2 separate regions of the Mus musculus genome follow, and region 2 is linked to region 1. Evidence: chromatin contacts called from public promoter capture Hi-C data. All regions are on one chromosome and are shown on one strand. The core of a region is the stretch at or near the end of the contact, and the rest is flanking DNA. Distances in the headings are between cores, read along the strand shown.

What was found. Promoter capture Hi-C pulls out the DNA fragments that hold promoters and counts their contacts.
Region 2: a contact with region 1 is called in a promoter capture Hi-C map of hippocampal neurons, with 3 times the contacts expected there. The contact joins the promoter of Orc1 here to the promoter of Dhcr24 in region 1. A contact is called at or near these places in 2 of 39 promoter capture datasets (hippocampal neurons and pre-B cells).

The regions. Positions count from the first base shown.
Region 1 is chr4:106,556,818-106,563,708 of GRCm38.p6, forward strand. It overlaps Dhcr24 (24-dehydrocholesterol reductase), which reads left to right and starts at 4,221. Exons shown (of 9, transcript NM_053272.2): 1 at 4,221-4,580. The coding sequence starts at 4,350.
Region 2 is chr4:108,576,309-108,584,039 of GRCm38.p6, forward strand. It overlaps Orc1 (origin recognition complex, subunit 1), which reads left to right and starts at 3,146. Exons shown (of 17, transcript NM_011015.2): 1 at 3,146-3,267. It overlaps Prpf38a (PRP38 pre-mRNA processing factor 38 (yeast) domain containing A), which reads right to left and starts at 3,028. Exons shown (of 10, transcript NM_172697.3): 1 at 2,677-3,028; 2 at 621-780. The coding sequence starts at 2,806.

The DNA.
Region 1 (6,891 bases), core at 2,971-5,470:
TCTGAAGGTCGTGAGTTCAAATCCCAGCAACCACATGATGGCTCATAACCAGCTGGAGAGTTGGCTCAGCAGATAAGAGCACTGACTGTTCTTCTAGAGGCCCTGAGTTCAAATCCCAGAAACCACATGGTGGCTCATGTAACCATCTGTAATGAGATCAGATGCCCTCTTCTGGTGTGTCTGAAAACAGCTACAGTGTACTCACATATAATAAATACATCTTTGGGGAAAAAAAGGAGGAGGAAGACAAGGGGGAGAAGGAGGGGCCAAAGGAAGAGAAATAATGTGACTGTTGTTCCTACTAAGGTGCTGGGGATGTAGCCCAATGATAGAGTACATGTCTAGCATACACAGAGTCCTATGTTTGATGTCCAGAACAAAAAGAAAAAGAAATGAAAAAAAGAAAGAGAAAAAGAAAGAATGAATGAATGAAATAAAGGGAGGAAGGAAGAAGGAAAGAAAGGTCATTGTTGGAAGTTTAGATTCAGTGAGCTGTGGCAGTCTAGAGTATAATTTAGCAAGCATTCCTGTGTAACTAGTCTTCAATCCAAACTTTAAGAATGCCTACTTTAGGGCTGATGAGATGGCTCAGTGGTCCGACTGCTCTTCTGGAGGTCATGAGTTCAAATTCCAGCAACCACCTGTAATGAGAAATAAACAACCTTTGGCCCGGAATGAGTGGGGCCGGATAAAGAGGGAGAAGGGAAGGGGGGGGGCGGGGAGAATAAAGAATGCTTACTTTAGGGTTGGAGAGATGGTTCAGTGGTTAAGAGCACTGTCTGCTCTTCCAGAAGTCCTGAGTTCAAATCCCACCAACCATATGGTGGCGCCCAACCATCTGTAATGAGATCTGACACCCTCTTCTGTTGTGTCTGAAGTCAGCTACAGTGTACTTATATATAATAAATAAATTTTTAAAAAAAGAATGCTTACTTTATATCTGTTGAGTGGAGCCACAGGAAATGATGACCCACCCAACCAAGGGAGAAGATTCAAATACTGGAAAGATCCAGATGGTGAGAGTCATACTCCAATTTCACTGTTTCTCCAAATAAGACAATAACACAATTTACTTGACCTTTGAGTTTGAACATCTCCATTTCCTTAGAATAAACCTGGCTTAAAGACCAAATGATCTGAGAAACTACTGTATATACATACTAGAAATTCCAGGACTCTGGTGTTTATTAAACTCTTTAATTGGGGGGGGGGGTGCTGTGTGGTTTAAAAAGTTTGTGTTTATCAGGAAAAGAAATGGAGAACTGCAGTTTAGGAAAAGTGTTTGTGGTTGAACCATCACAGGGATTGTCCTTAATTTCTGGTTAGCTTGCAAAATGCTGGCCAGAGCACCTCTTCCCACATTCTGAGTGACCTGTTTTCATGCTTCATCAACTCTGTAACTAATGTGTGGTTATGAGCAGGTTCCTGGTTCAAAGCAGTCATTTTGACTTTAGGACAAATTAATAAATGGCTCAAGAAGATTTCATTTCCTCTCTCTCTCTCTCTCTCTCTCTCTCTCTCTCTCTCTCTCTCTCTCTCTCGTGTGTGTGTGTGTGTGTGTGTGTGTGTGTGAGAGAGAGAGAGAGAGAGAGAGAGAGAGGAGTTTGTAACTCCAAACAGGCCCAGAAGGGAGGTTTTGAAGTGCCAGGCCATTCTGTGTCCTTGCATGACTGCGGGAAGCCCACCATTAACTAGCCCAGCTCCGGGTGACTCTCCTCCTTGTTTAGACGACAGCTACCCAGAGGACGAGAGTTTGTGAAGAGAGGAACTGCTATGACTACTTTTTCATTCCTTTTATCTGACAGTTGCTGCCTGAAAATAAATTTTTTATCTACTTTCCATGGGCTTCCTTCTTCTCAAGAATAAGACTATCCCAATTAGTAATTTCCATTGTTTCTTCTACAAAATACTCATCGCTAGTTAATTTTTAAGTTAGACGTGCTGTTCACATTACAATAGACTTGAACTTTTCTCAGAACACTTAACCTCCAAAATAAAGTGTTGGTTTGAACAGCTGCATCAAACAGGTCCAGGGCAGGACACGGTCCGAACAGGCTCTCTCTGACAGCCTCTCTGGATTGTAGCTTCTAGGTACATAGCACGACACAAACCTGTCATTTTTAAGTTTCTAGAAACTACCTTTAAAACATGAAATCAGGGCTGGGGTGATGGTTTAGACATTGAAGTGTTTGCCACGAAAAGCGCGAGGACCTGAGTTCCGGTCCCAGCATCCACCTTAAAAGCCTGAGTTCCGGTCCCAGCATCCACCTTAAAAGCCAGGTGTTGGTGGCAGGAGAGAGCCCCGCAGTCAAGAAGCCTGTGGGTCCTAGGACCGTCATGGTGGCTCTCAGTTGTCTGTAACTCCCACTCTAGGGAATCCACTGCCCTCTTCCGAGCTTCACACGCTTCTGTATTCAAATGGCACACATGAACACACATAAGCATACACATACACACAAAAACTGTGAAAAATTATTTCCAAAGTTTGGTATGTCAGTGAACACCTGCAATAGCACTGGGAAGGAAATTTTAAAAAAAACGAAACAAACAAACAAACAAAAAAAGTGGATCCCTTAGGAATTACTGGCCTGCCAGTCTAGCAAGCTCCAGGTTCTTTGAAAGTCACTGTTTCAAAAAGGAGGGTGGACATTGAACTTTTGTATACACACATAAGCACACATGTCCTCCCTTGCACAAACAGGAGTGTTCGAGGTCACAGTTATGTCTACACATACACATATACATGCACACCAAGAAATAAAAATTTTACTATTAACCCAAGATAATGTAATCATTTTGACCAAAGTCAATATGAATATTATGAACATGTGTTTTACACTTAAAGGACATTTCAATTTGTGTAAGCTACTGACAGCTCTATCAGTAGCTGTCATAGCTGGGTAGGACGGTCGGTTCCAGTCTGGACTCCTCCCTTTGGAAGCTGAGGGTAAACAACCTCTCACTTTGAACTTTGATTTCTATTGGATATTTGAACTCCCACATACATTCTTCACTTATCCTTTGGTCAACAACGGTGTGCCTTACAATGCCCTAGTCATTATGCCACAAATTGGAAATTCAAAAGTGCTGTAATAACAAGGTGTTGTTTGCCCTAAAGCTCCATCTGTAGGAGGGAGAGACACATAAAGGGACAATTATATAAAAATGGAAAGAACTGTGAGCCTCTGAAAGAAGTACATAAACTTGGCTTTAGAAGTGGCACCTCGCGAATCTCTAGGCTGTGTAGTGCTTTACCTCGGTGATACAATGGGGAAAGAGCCTTCTAGGGACAGATTCACCGAAGGTGGAAGGTGGCGCTATAAAGGATGGCAGAATGGAGTGCCCGAGTCCGTGTCCGGACAAAGGTGGAAGGGGGGGGGGGGGGGGAAGGAAAGACACGTGAAGCAGACAAGGCCCTGGGAGGTTTGAAAAATCTTCAGAGCTTCCTCCTGTTCAGGGAAAGTGCAAATACCACCGGACTCAAGCTTCTGGCGAGGTCAGAGGTTGTTCCGCAGCCTGGCCTGGTTGCTCCGCAAGGCCGGGGCCATGTGCTGGGTTCTTACTCTTAATCTAGGGCTGCCATGCCGCCTTGAAGCTCTTTCTTCCTGTCTCCAAGCCTCCATCCACTTTGGGTTCAGCATGGAAGAATGCCATCAACGCCTCTGTGCTTTTTAAAATTACTCGACAGGTGGAATTCACCATCGCGTATTTTAAAATGGGGGTCCCAGCTACCCACGGCCCAGAACTGCTAAGGGGGGTAGTTCAAATGCATTTATGGTAAACGCCCTGAAAATTGAAAGGATTCCCCCTCCTGGCCATGTGCCTACAGAGTGTCATGACCTGCCCCGGTCAAGGCCAGAGGCTCTCCTGCCAGGGTTGCAGGGTGGTTGTCTGGAGCGCCTCCCACCCTGGGGAGGTAACCCAATGCACAACTGCTTGACGTGTGTCCACGGGAGGCACCACCCAAGGAGGAGATCAAGGGTGGTCCCGCTGCCTCCAGAGCGAGAGCCCTAAACCCCGCCAAGCCCGCCGCTTGCCGACCCTACCAGCGCCCCCAGCCCAGGTCAGCCCCTCCTCGCACGCCGACTAGAAGAGGGTGGAGCATCCCGGTTCCCGCAGCCAATGAACGCAGCGGCTCCCTGGTCCGATCCCCGGCGCGGCTCACCATTGGTCGCCGCCTGGGTCTCGGCCCACCGAACCTTGGCGACCCAAGCCAATCGCGAGGCGGCGGGCCCGACTTACAGGCTCCCGGGGCGGTGGCGGCAGGCGCTGAGCCGGCGGAGCGCGGAGCGGGCGAAGGAGACGGGCGGCGCGAGCCCGCACCCTTCCGCGCGGTGCGCCGCGACACCATGGAGCCCGCCGTGTCGCTGGCCGTGTGCGCGCTGCTCTTTCTGCTCTGGGTGCGAGTGAAGGGGTTGGAGTTCGTTCTCATCCACCAGCGCTGGGTGTTCGTGTGCCTCTTCTTGCTGCCGCTCTCGCTCATCTTCGATATCTACTACTACGTGCGCGCCTGGGTGGTGTTCAAGCTGAGCAGTGCGCCGCGCCTGCACGAGCAGCGCGTGCGGGACATCCAGAAACAGGTGAGCGGCGCGGGGCGCGGCTGTGCGCCGGGGTAGCGGTTCTCTGGGCGACGGGGGCGTGTGGGGCCGGAGGAATGGGCGTGGGAGTGGGGATCGCAAAGGACCTGGCGTGTGATGGGGGAAGGGACTGTCCAAGGATGAAACGGAAGCAGCAAAAGCACCGGGGCAACAAACAGAACCCTAACCCTAGGTTTATAAAGTGTCTGCTAGGTGCAGGGCATGCGCAGTGCCTAGAAAACGAGGGACCCTAAACCCTCGGGAAGTGCGCAACAGTCAGGTAACTCAGGCCCCCCACATTCCAAAGGAGGAATGGCCTCTGGAAGGTGGTTCTGGGAAATGGGGAGGGGGGAGATCCAAGTGGAGAGATTGGCTGAGCAGAAGTAGGAAGCTGAGGAGCACAGTCATGAGAGGAAAAAGGTTAGAAAGTCAGTTTGGAGAGGAGCCTTATGCAGGAAAGAGGTGAAAGTTTGTTTTGCGGTCCGAGGTGCTTCGGATCCTTTTACAATGGAGGTTTAAAGAGAGATTAAAAGGCAGGATCAGCCCCCAATTCCGTGTAATGTGCAGCAGATTCTGCATCCAGATGTAGTCGTCCCAGTAAGTAGATGAGGAGTTCATATAGGCCAGCCGGCACCAAGGCTAAGACTTCTCTTCACAGTGAAGCGTCTTCCCCCTCATCCAGGGTTAGCATGGGCTCCCTTTGCCCTCCTTATATTCCTCTCTAACTTGCATCAGGCTTCAGAGAGCGTCTGCTTCCTGCCGCTGCCCGCATGGCAACCACCCTCTTGTTCTATTTACTTCTTGCTGTATGCTGCAGACTGAGCACCACAGGCTTAGCCTGCAGGTGCCAGGCAGAGTGACCTCCAGACCAGAAGACCTTACCCAGGGAGAGGAGATGCAGAGGGTGCATCGATCAGAATCACTTTGCACCTCCACCCCCACCTGCACCATTTTCCTTGGGTCTGTCTGCAGGTTCTATTTGCCATTTATTTACCTGCTGGATGTCCTGTGAGCACCAGAAGACAGGACTGTTACCTGACGGCTCCCCTTGGGGCAAGAGTGTATTAGTGAGAGGTTGTTAACCTAAACTAAATGGAAGGATGCGCAAGGAACAATGGGGCCCTACACGCCATACCTGTGCCACTCGTGTGTGCAGTTTACAGTCCACGGCCTCCTGGTGTCTAGTACCAGTTTTACTAAAATGAGGTTCAAAGTGTGAGTCATGTGCCCAAGACAGCACAACCGATAAATAAGGCAGGCAGTCAACATTGGCTTCGGTAAGAGCCTGAACTCTCAACCCCCTCAGCCTTGTGTCTCCATCCCATCTCTGATTTTGTTGCCTCATGCCTAGTTTCTTACCATAGCTTCCCAAATAGTTACCTACTTTCTGGACCCTTTCTGTCTCTCTTGAGGATTTGACAAAGAACTTTTTAACCCCCAAATCCCATCAATGTCCCAAGCTTGATAGTTTCTGCCTGTGTGATCCAGCAGCAACCGCTAATCCACTCCCTCACACTCTGTTTACATAAAGTCTCCCACTGCAGGGTCAGGCAGAGCTGGGTGGTCTTGGAATTCACCCTTTGTCTTCCCACCGGGGACTCATAGTCCTGCATTTCTGCCAGACTGAATCAGAGGAAAGCCCCTCCCCATCCTGAGCCCTCTGACAGACAGCTCCAGGGCAGCCCACTGACCCTTGACCAGACTCTTGCAAAACTTAGTTGAAGCTGGTTTGAGTAAAAAGGACACTAGCTTGTGTCCTGAACAGCATCTACCTGCTGGATGCCCTGTGAGTTCTAGAAGACAGTGACTGTTATCTGACAGCTGCCCTTGGGGTCAGAGTATGTTTGCGAATGCCTGTTAGATCAGTACAGCTGGCTGAGGCATAACTGAACCCAGGACCCCCTCCCCCATTTATCTTCATCCTGCCTGCCATGTCATTCTTGGCTCTTCCTTCCCTTGAGTTGGCTCCGTTCTAGTGGGGTGCTGTTTTCCTGTGGAATCCCCAACACTTTCCGGCTTAGATCCAGCCAGTGTTGCCACCACCTCAGTAAAGAGAGAGTGCCCTCCTGGAACCAGACCCAGAAGGGGTTTGCCTACTGGGCTCACAGTCCTGTTCCTAAAACTGTCACTGTGGCCAGCAGGGCACAGTCAGCCTGGGTGGGGGGAGAGGAATCACTAGAAGCAGAGGAAGAGGAACCGGTTGGTGCTTGGGTGCCCTGACCACAGCAATGCATCACGCCTGCCTTGTCCGTCCGCAGGGACAGGACAGCTTCCTCTATTCCTCATTAGTGCATCACCCTCTGCACCTTCTTGC
Region 2 (7,731 bases), core at 1,896-4,395, 2.0 Mb after region 1:
CAAACCAAACCATCCTCTGAAGCCAGCTTTACCTCTCCAGCTCACATTGGAGGAATCAGACTCAGCCCCCTGGCATTTTTCTGCCCTCAGGCTTGATCTCAGCCACAGATCTATGAATCACTATATGTGAAGCCCTTAAAACATATTTTGTTCGGCATAGGATCAGCTAATATACCTGCCTCCTACACCTGCCTCTGCATTCCTAGAGAATAGATAATATGAAACAGCTAATTACGTTTACCCTACATTGATAGGCTTTAAATAATTAAAGAAATTCTATGGGGTCACAGTCAATAGGTAACAAAGTCTAAATAAGATACAGAACTAACCTTTCAACTAACATCTTATGTTGTATGACTCCCACATCTGATGGCTACCAACATATGGCTTTGATGAGAATCTGTGTGTATGTGTGTATGTATGCATATGTACAAATACTATGTGTGTATACTTATTTAATTTGTGAAATCTGTTTGGGGGAAGGGGGAGTTAGGTCTATGTTACCACAGCAAACAAAATACAAGTTCAAGGGCAAAAGCGTGTGGAAATGAAACACAACAGTCCTATTAACAAAGCCAATTCTGAACCACTAGAAGTGTTGTACTTGTTAACATACTCACTTGAAATCTTCATTTTTTATGAACTCAACAATGATATCCTTCTCAGGTTGAATCTGAAGCATTTTCAAGGTTAAACACAAAAAAGGAGTTGGCTTTATGTTTCCACCATACACACCACCAACGAACTTTAACTCCATGGCTTTGTCCACTACAAGTTCAGCTGAAACAGCCAAAAACAAAGTGACATACATCTTAGACATATTAAAGGCTTTAGTTTTTCTTGGCCTTAGTTTTTCTTGGTTGGAAGGTTAAATAGCTAAAGGTTTAGAGTTCCTAAATAGTCAATAAGAATTTAATATTAAGAGAACAAGAGCTTATTAATAACAGCCTTAAAAAGGAAAAAAACAAAAAACCCTGAGCATGGTGATGATTGCTCAGTCCCAGCACTCAGGAGGCAGAGGTAAGCAGATCTCTGGGTCTGAGGCAGCCTAGTCTGCAGAGTGAGTTTTAGAACAGCCAGGGCTACATATGCCTGGAACTACAGCACTACAGAGAGAGACAGACCCCTCGTCCCAGTCTCCATTAATTGTTTAGTCCATCAAGGAAGGGTGGGACTCATGAGTCCTCAATCTTTATACAACAAATTATGAGGGAAAAGTCCTCTTATTACTACCAGATGCTGGTCTGGGGTGGTGTACAACTTTAATGCCGGAACTCGGGAGACAGAGGCAGGCACATCTCTGTGAGTTCAGGGCCAGCCTGGTCTACAGAGTGAGTTCCTGGACAGCCAGGGCCAGGACTACACAGAGAAACCCTGTCTAAAACAAAACAAAAAAACAAATAATCATTGTCCTGGCTTCCAGCTAAGGATAATGAGAACAAAAAAGAGCTTAAGTGATTTTACATGCTCAAGAACCACAGCCAGAGTCACACCAGGTGAAGCTGAACAAAGCTACGACAGCTGACAGAGAGCCACTCTAAAAAACTTAGGAGCCAGCGAGGTGGCTCATGCCTTTAATCCTAGGGACCAGAAGGGGAAGGCAGATGAATCTCTGTGTGTTCAAGAGAGTTCCAGGCCATCCAAGGCCCCCTGTCTCAGGGGAAAAAAACAACAACAAAAAAACCCCAAAACAAAACAGAAACCTAAAGGACTAGGGGAAGCAGGTCAAAAATGAAACTACTGACCCATTTAAGAACAGCAAGAATTTTATTATAGGAATGGTGAAGTTCCTTGAACATCTTCAAGCTGCATTAAAGGAACCCTTATCTGGTCCCTGAGATAAACAATCTAGGACCCAGCAGACTATCAATAAATAAATAAACAAATAAATTAATTAATTTAAAAAAATGGAATGGCTCAAAAAAAAAAAAAAAAAACTAAAGAAATCCTTCAGCATCAAGAAAGACCGGTCAAGCCGGGTGTAGTGGCGCACACCTTTAATCCCAGCACTCGAAGGCAGAGGCAGGTGGATTTCTGAGTTCGAGGCCAGCCTGGTCTACAAAGTGAGTTCCAGGACAGCAAGGGCTATAGAGAAACCCTGTCTCGAAAAACAAAACAAAAAAAAGAAAGACCGGTCAAGCAGGACGTGGTGGCGCACGCCTTTAATCCCAGCACTTGGGAGGCAGAGGCAGAGGCAGGCGGATTTCTGAGTTCGAGTTCGAGGACAGCCTGGTCTACAAAGTGAGTTCCAGGACATAGGACAGCCAGGGCTACAGAGAAACCCTGTCTCGGAGCCCACCCCCCCCCCCCCCCAAAGAAAGAAAGAAAGAAAGAAAGAAAGAAAGAAGGAAAGACCGGTGAGCCCTGCGGTGCTGGTGTATTCCTTGAATTCCAGCACTCGGGAGACAGAGGCAGTTCGAAGCCAGCAGTTCTCCAGGACAGCCAGGGCTATTACAGAGAAACCCTGTCTCGGAAAACGGAAAAGAAAAAAGAGAAAAGAGAAAAAGATCGTGTCAGATTTGTCTGTGTCCCGTCTAGTACAAGTCCAGGCACAGAGCAGTTTATATGAATAGTTGACATACTCTTCCAGTATCACCCCCAAAGGGTCCGTCCTTCCTCACTCAGACAGAAGAAACCACCCGTAAGCCGAGACGCGGGCTGCGCGCTGTCGCTCACCTGTAAGTCCAAAACACTCTTCTTTCCAGTACTTTGATTCATAGATTCGCGTCCGGATGATCTTCTCCACCAGATACTGAGGGTTGGTGCCATGGATGCTGTGGGCATCCTTCACTGTACGGTTCGCCATTTTAGAACTCTTTCAATTCTATTTCCGTCGGCTTGCTTAATACGTCACATTCAGTATTTATTTAAAAGAAGGGAAAAAAAAAAAAGGACTACCGGAGGCTAGGGAAACATTAAGGAATCCCTTGCGACCGCGGAAAGCCACCAGCTTCGTACCGGAAGCTGTGGCGTAGAACTCTTTCGCCGGAATACGCACACCCCGCACCAGAGAGGGCCCAAGCAAATTGGCGGAAGTACGTCATGAACCCCCGGGAGGGCGTGGCGAGTGTCCGAAACGCCAATCAGAATCACACTGTGGGCGGGGTTTCGGTTAGTGGCGCGAAAAGTTTTCTCCTGTGCCTTCAGTTCTTAGTCAGCTGAGAGCTGGGACTACGTGTTGTAGCCGTGGTCTCCCGGAGGAGCCAGACCTGGACGAGCGAGCGTCCCCCAGCTACTCCAGTGCCTGGACTGCAAAGCGTCGGCGAGGTGAGTGCGGGTCGTTGTCCACGGACTGCATACACGTGCACCTAGGGCCGTCGGTGCCGGCACCGCTCGCAAGCCTGTAAACCTTCTCGCCTCCCCGGAGCTCCAGGAACACTTCCTGCACTGAAGGAGACCTCGGAGAAGCGGGTGGCGCCGGCCCTCGGTGGGGAGCCTAAGGCTTTGGCTCTCCGCGTGCACTGCTTCTGAAAAGCACTCGCAACCTTTCCTCTGGAACCGCGGAGCTGGTGTTGCTCTCCGCTTTACTGGTGATTCCGCCCAGAGACAGACTTTCTCTAAGTCACTTTCTGGGACTTTGGCGTCTCCTCTCCACATGGCTTGCCCTTAAGTGAGCTTTCATCTCCAATCACTGGAGAAAACATCTAATGGCTCGTATTCTACTTTCTTGGGTCTAGCCTTCTCTTAACAATTGGAGAAATTGGGAGTTCTAAGCTTTGAGCTGTGAGATTCCTGTCACGAGGTCTTTTTAGTTTTCCATAGAAGTCGAATAATCGTAATTATTTTCTACTGTAATGGTTTTTAGACATTTTTCTGTGTAGAGCCGGCTGTCCTGTAGCTTGCTCAGAACCAGGCTGGTCTCGAATTTAGAGACTGCCTCTGCCTCAGGCCCTAGAATTAATGGCATGCACCACCACACCCTGTTTTTTCAGAATTAGATTGGGGAAGGTGCGGGAGGGGGGTTCAAAACAGAGTTTCTCTCTGTAGCCCCGTTTGTCCTGGAACACTTATAGACACACATCTCAGCCCCCTCTCCTGAGAGGCTCCTCCAGACTGTTGTTGCTAATCCTTCCTATAGACAAGTTGTTCCTCTGGCTTCAGGATGAAGTTCTGGGGACAAGTCAAACTTCTTGGAATCCATTGTTTCAATAGTTGGCTACAGTAGGATGGGCATTGGTTTATCATACCGTATTTTCTCTTAGTCTGATTATCTTAGAACAGTGCTTAGCACACAGGCCTCAAATAATATTGGTTGAATAAAAAGAGATACTATTTTTCCATTTTGTGGATTAGGAAATGGGTCCGGTGGACCTGCCACTCTGATTGGGAAGCTGTATATATTACTGTATATAATAAGCTGCCAGAAGTAAATACTATTTTCACAGGTGATACGATGATACATAAGGTAAGGTAGCTTATTGGTATCTGACTGTTCAGACTTAACTTGTACAAAGATAACATCTCCCTTTCATTAGCAAATATTTATTATTGAGCATCTTCTATGAATTTACATTGTTCTGGGGTTACTTTAAAGATTTAAATGAGGTACATGTGTCAAGAGTTTGGGCTTAACTTTTATTAAGGTTCCTTTTATGTTTTTGCATTGGGTATGGTTCCTGTACTGGGTTCAGACTTGTGGTGTCCTTCCATGGATATCGCTAGAAGTCAAACTCTTCTCTTTGCCAAACCAATCCTCCTGGCTCCCCAGTCCATTCACCATTTTTGCTGATAATCAAAATCATTTTGCTGATGGAGGGGGGGGGTTGGGGGTGTGTGGAAGAGTAGTTGATTGAGCTGTGTATTAGCATTTCAACATGCTTTTATATGAGTGTCATTCCTCAGTGGAAAGTTGATGAATAATTAGGATTTCTGGAAAGAAGTCCTAAGGACAGCAGGTAGCAGGCCTTTTGTACTGTAGGCATCTAACTTGTCATCTTTTCATTTTGTGAGGAATCCTACATTTTGTGTGCATGTGTTTGCCAACTTTCTGTTGCTATGACACAGTACTTGAAAAAAAAAACAAGGAAGATAGATTTACTTTGGCTTACAATTTCAGATATTTCTGTCTAGGGTCATGTTAGGACAAGATAAGGGCACCCCAAAGGCTTGTCCCTAAGGATCTACTCCTTTTACCTAAGTCATGTATGTGGCTATATATGAAGTATGTGCCTGGTGTCTCCAGAGGCCAGAAGGAGGTGTCCTATTCCTTGGAACTGTAGTTAAAGTTGGTTTTAAGCTGCTGTGTGGGTGCTCAGGTTCTCTACAAGGGCAACAGGTACTCTTACCATTGGGCCATCTCTCTAACGCCTGTTTCCTTGATTTTAAGAGATTTCAAAATTTCTATCATCTCCCAAGTAGCCCATCAATTTGTGAACCTTTAATCCATTGAAGAGGTCAGATACTCTGTGAGCCAATCAGTTCCCAAAAGCCTATCACATGGCAGCCCTGGCTTTTATCAGGTGACCTTTGGGAAAATACAATTCCAAGCTACAACAGTGCAAGTTTTTTAATAGTTTGATTAATTTTGTTGTTCTATACTACTAATGGGAACACTTTGGTTCATGTCTTTTCTGATAGGTATACGAATTACCGAGTCATAGAGTGGGCATACATCCAAGAATTTGTATGAAAGTTTTTTTAGTTTCCAAAAATGACTATATAAGGTTTTTGTTGTTGTTTTAATTTTGAGAGAGGGTTTCAGTGTGTCACCCTGGCTGCCATAGAACTCTATATAGACCAGGCTGGACTTGAACTCAGATTTGCCTACCTCTGTTTCTCAACTTCTGGGATTGAGCACCATCATGCCTAGTATCTTTACGACTTTAAATGCCCTTTAAACACCATTTATCTTAAAGTTAGATTATTTGAGGATTATAGAAGCTTTGATGGAAAATAGGAATTTGCTACAGATAAATCATTCAGTTGATATTCCCATTTTATTTAAATGAATACTTACTGAGTACTACAATTTGCTTGAGTCTGTGCTTTTTATTTTAGAGACATTTGTTTTCATTGTGGAAAGTTGGGGCAAGTTACAAGATTTATTTCTTACAATTGTGTGTTGCATCAGTGAATAAAAAGAATATATGTTTGTGATGGTTTGTCTATCCTTGGATCAGGGAGTGGTACCATCTGAAGGTGTGGCCTTGTTGGAATGGGTGTGACCTGGTTAGAATGGGTGTGTCACTGTGGGTGTGGGTATAAGATCCTCACCCTAGTTGCCTGGAAGTCAGTCTTCCACTAGCAGCCTTTGGATGAAGACATAGAACTCTCAGCTCCTCCTGCGCCATGCCTGCCTGGATACTGACATGCTCCCACCTTGATGATAATGGACTGTACCTCTGAACATGTAAGCCAGCCCCAATTAAATGTTGTTTTTATAAGACTTGCCTTGGTCATGGTGTCTGTTCACAGCAGTAAAACCCTGACTAATACAGAAGTTGGTACCAGGAGTGGGGTATTGCTGTGATAGGCCTGACCATGATTTTATTTGAAAGAATATAGATTTTTGGACTTTGGATTTGGAACTCGGTGGAATGCTTTAAATGAGACTTAATGTGTCATCCTAGTAGGAATATGGAAGACTTTGCTGCTGGGAGTAATTTGAACTGTGTTAACCTGGCCCAAGAGATTTCAAAGGAGAAGAATTTCAGTATGTGGCATAAAGACTGTTTTTGTGGTATTTTGGTGAAGAATGTGGCTACTTTTTAACCCTTGTCTGAAAAGTCTGCCTGAGGCAAAGGTGAAGAGACTTGGATTAATTGCATTGACAAAGGAAGGTTCAAAAAAGCCCAGCAGAGACTTTGTTCTCTGGTTAAGTCTCACATAGAGAAGTTTGAACAAGCATAGCAAGCTTAGAAAGGCAAAATATAAAATATATGGTTCGAGTATTGAAGGAGTACCAGGAAGTGAAATGGAGCAAAATCTTGTGTTCTAGGAGATAACAGATTAAGGGAGTGGGACCTTGGGGCAAGGTTCTACCCAGCTTAATTAGATCCAGGCATGGTGGTACACACCTTTAATCACATGCTGATCTCTGCATTCAAGGTCAATCTACAGAGCAAGAACCAGGATAGCCGGAGCTGGTGAGATGGCTCAGTGGGTAAGAGCACTCAACTGCTCTTCCTAAGGTCCAGAGTTCAAATCCCAGCAACCACATGGTGGCTCACAACCATCCGTAAGAAAATCTGACTCCCTCTTCTGGTGTGTCTGAAGACAGCTACAGTGTACTTACATATAATAATAAATAAATCTTTAAAAAAAAAAAAAAAAAGAACCAGGATAGCCAAGCTTAGGCAGTGAAGCATTTAGAAAACATAAAGCCAGTGTTAATGTAATAGTACAAGGGGATCATGTTCTAGATCCTGTAAGCAGCAGAACTTGGCAGCTTCAGCCATGTGGCTCTGGCTCTAGAGTTAAGAATGGAAGGAACTACTTGATTGATGCTGGTTAGCTGGAGCTAAGGAATTAGCGGTGATTAAGAATAGACCAGCATCACTGAGGTGAAATCTTATGGGAATTGTTTTCTGGGAGCACAAAGAAGCTGTGTTCCAGAGATAGCCAAGGTTGTACCTCGTGCTACAGCTGGACTTGGTAATGTGTAAGAATCACCCAGGTGGTACTGGTTTTGAAAGCATGAAGATGTCATGAAGAACAGCTGAGGCTTGGCACTGTGAGAGGTCTTGGAGGCCACTGGAGAAGGTGTATCCAAACTACAGCTGAGGAGCTGTA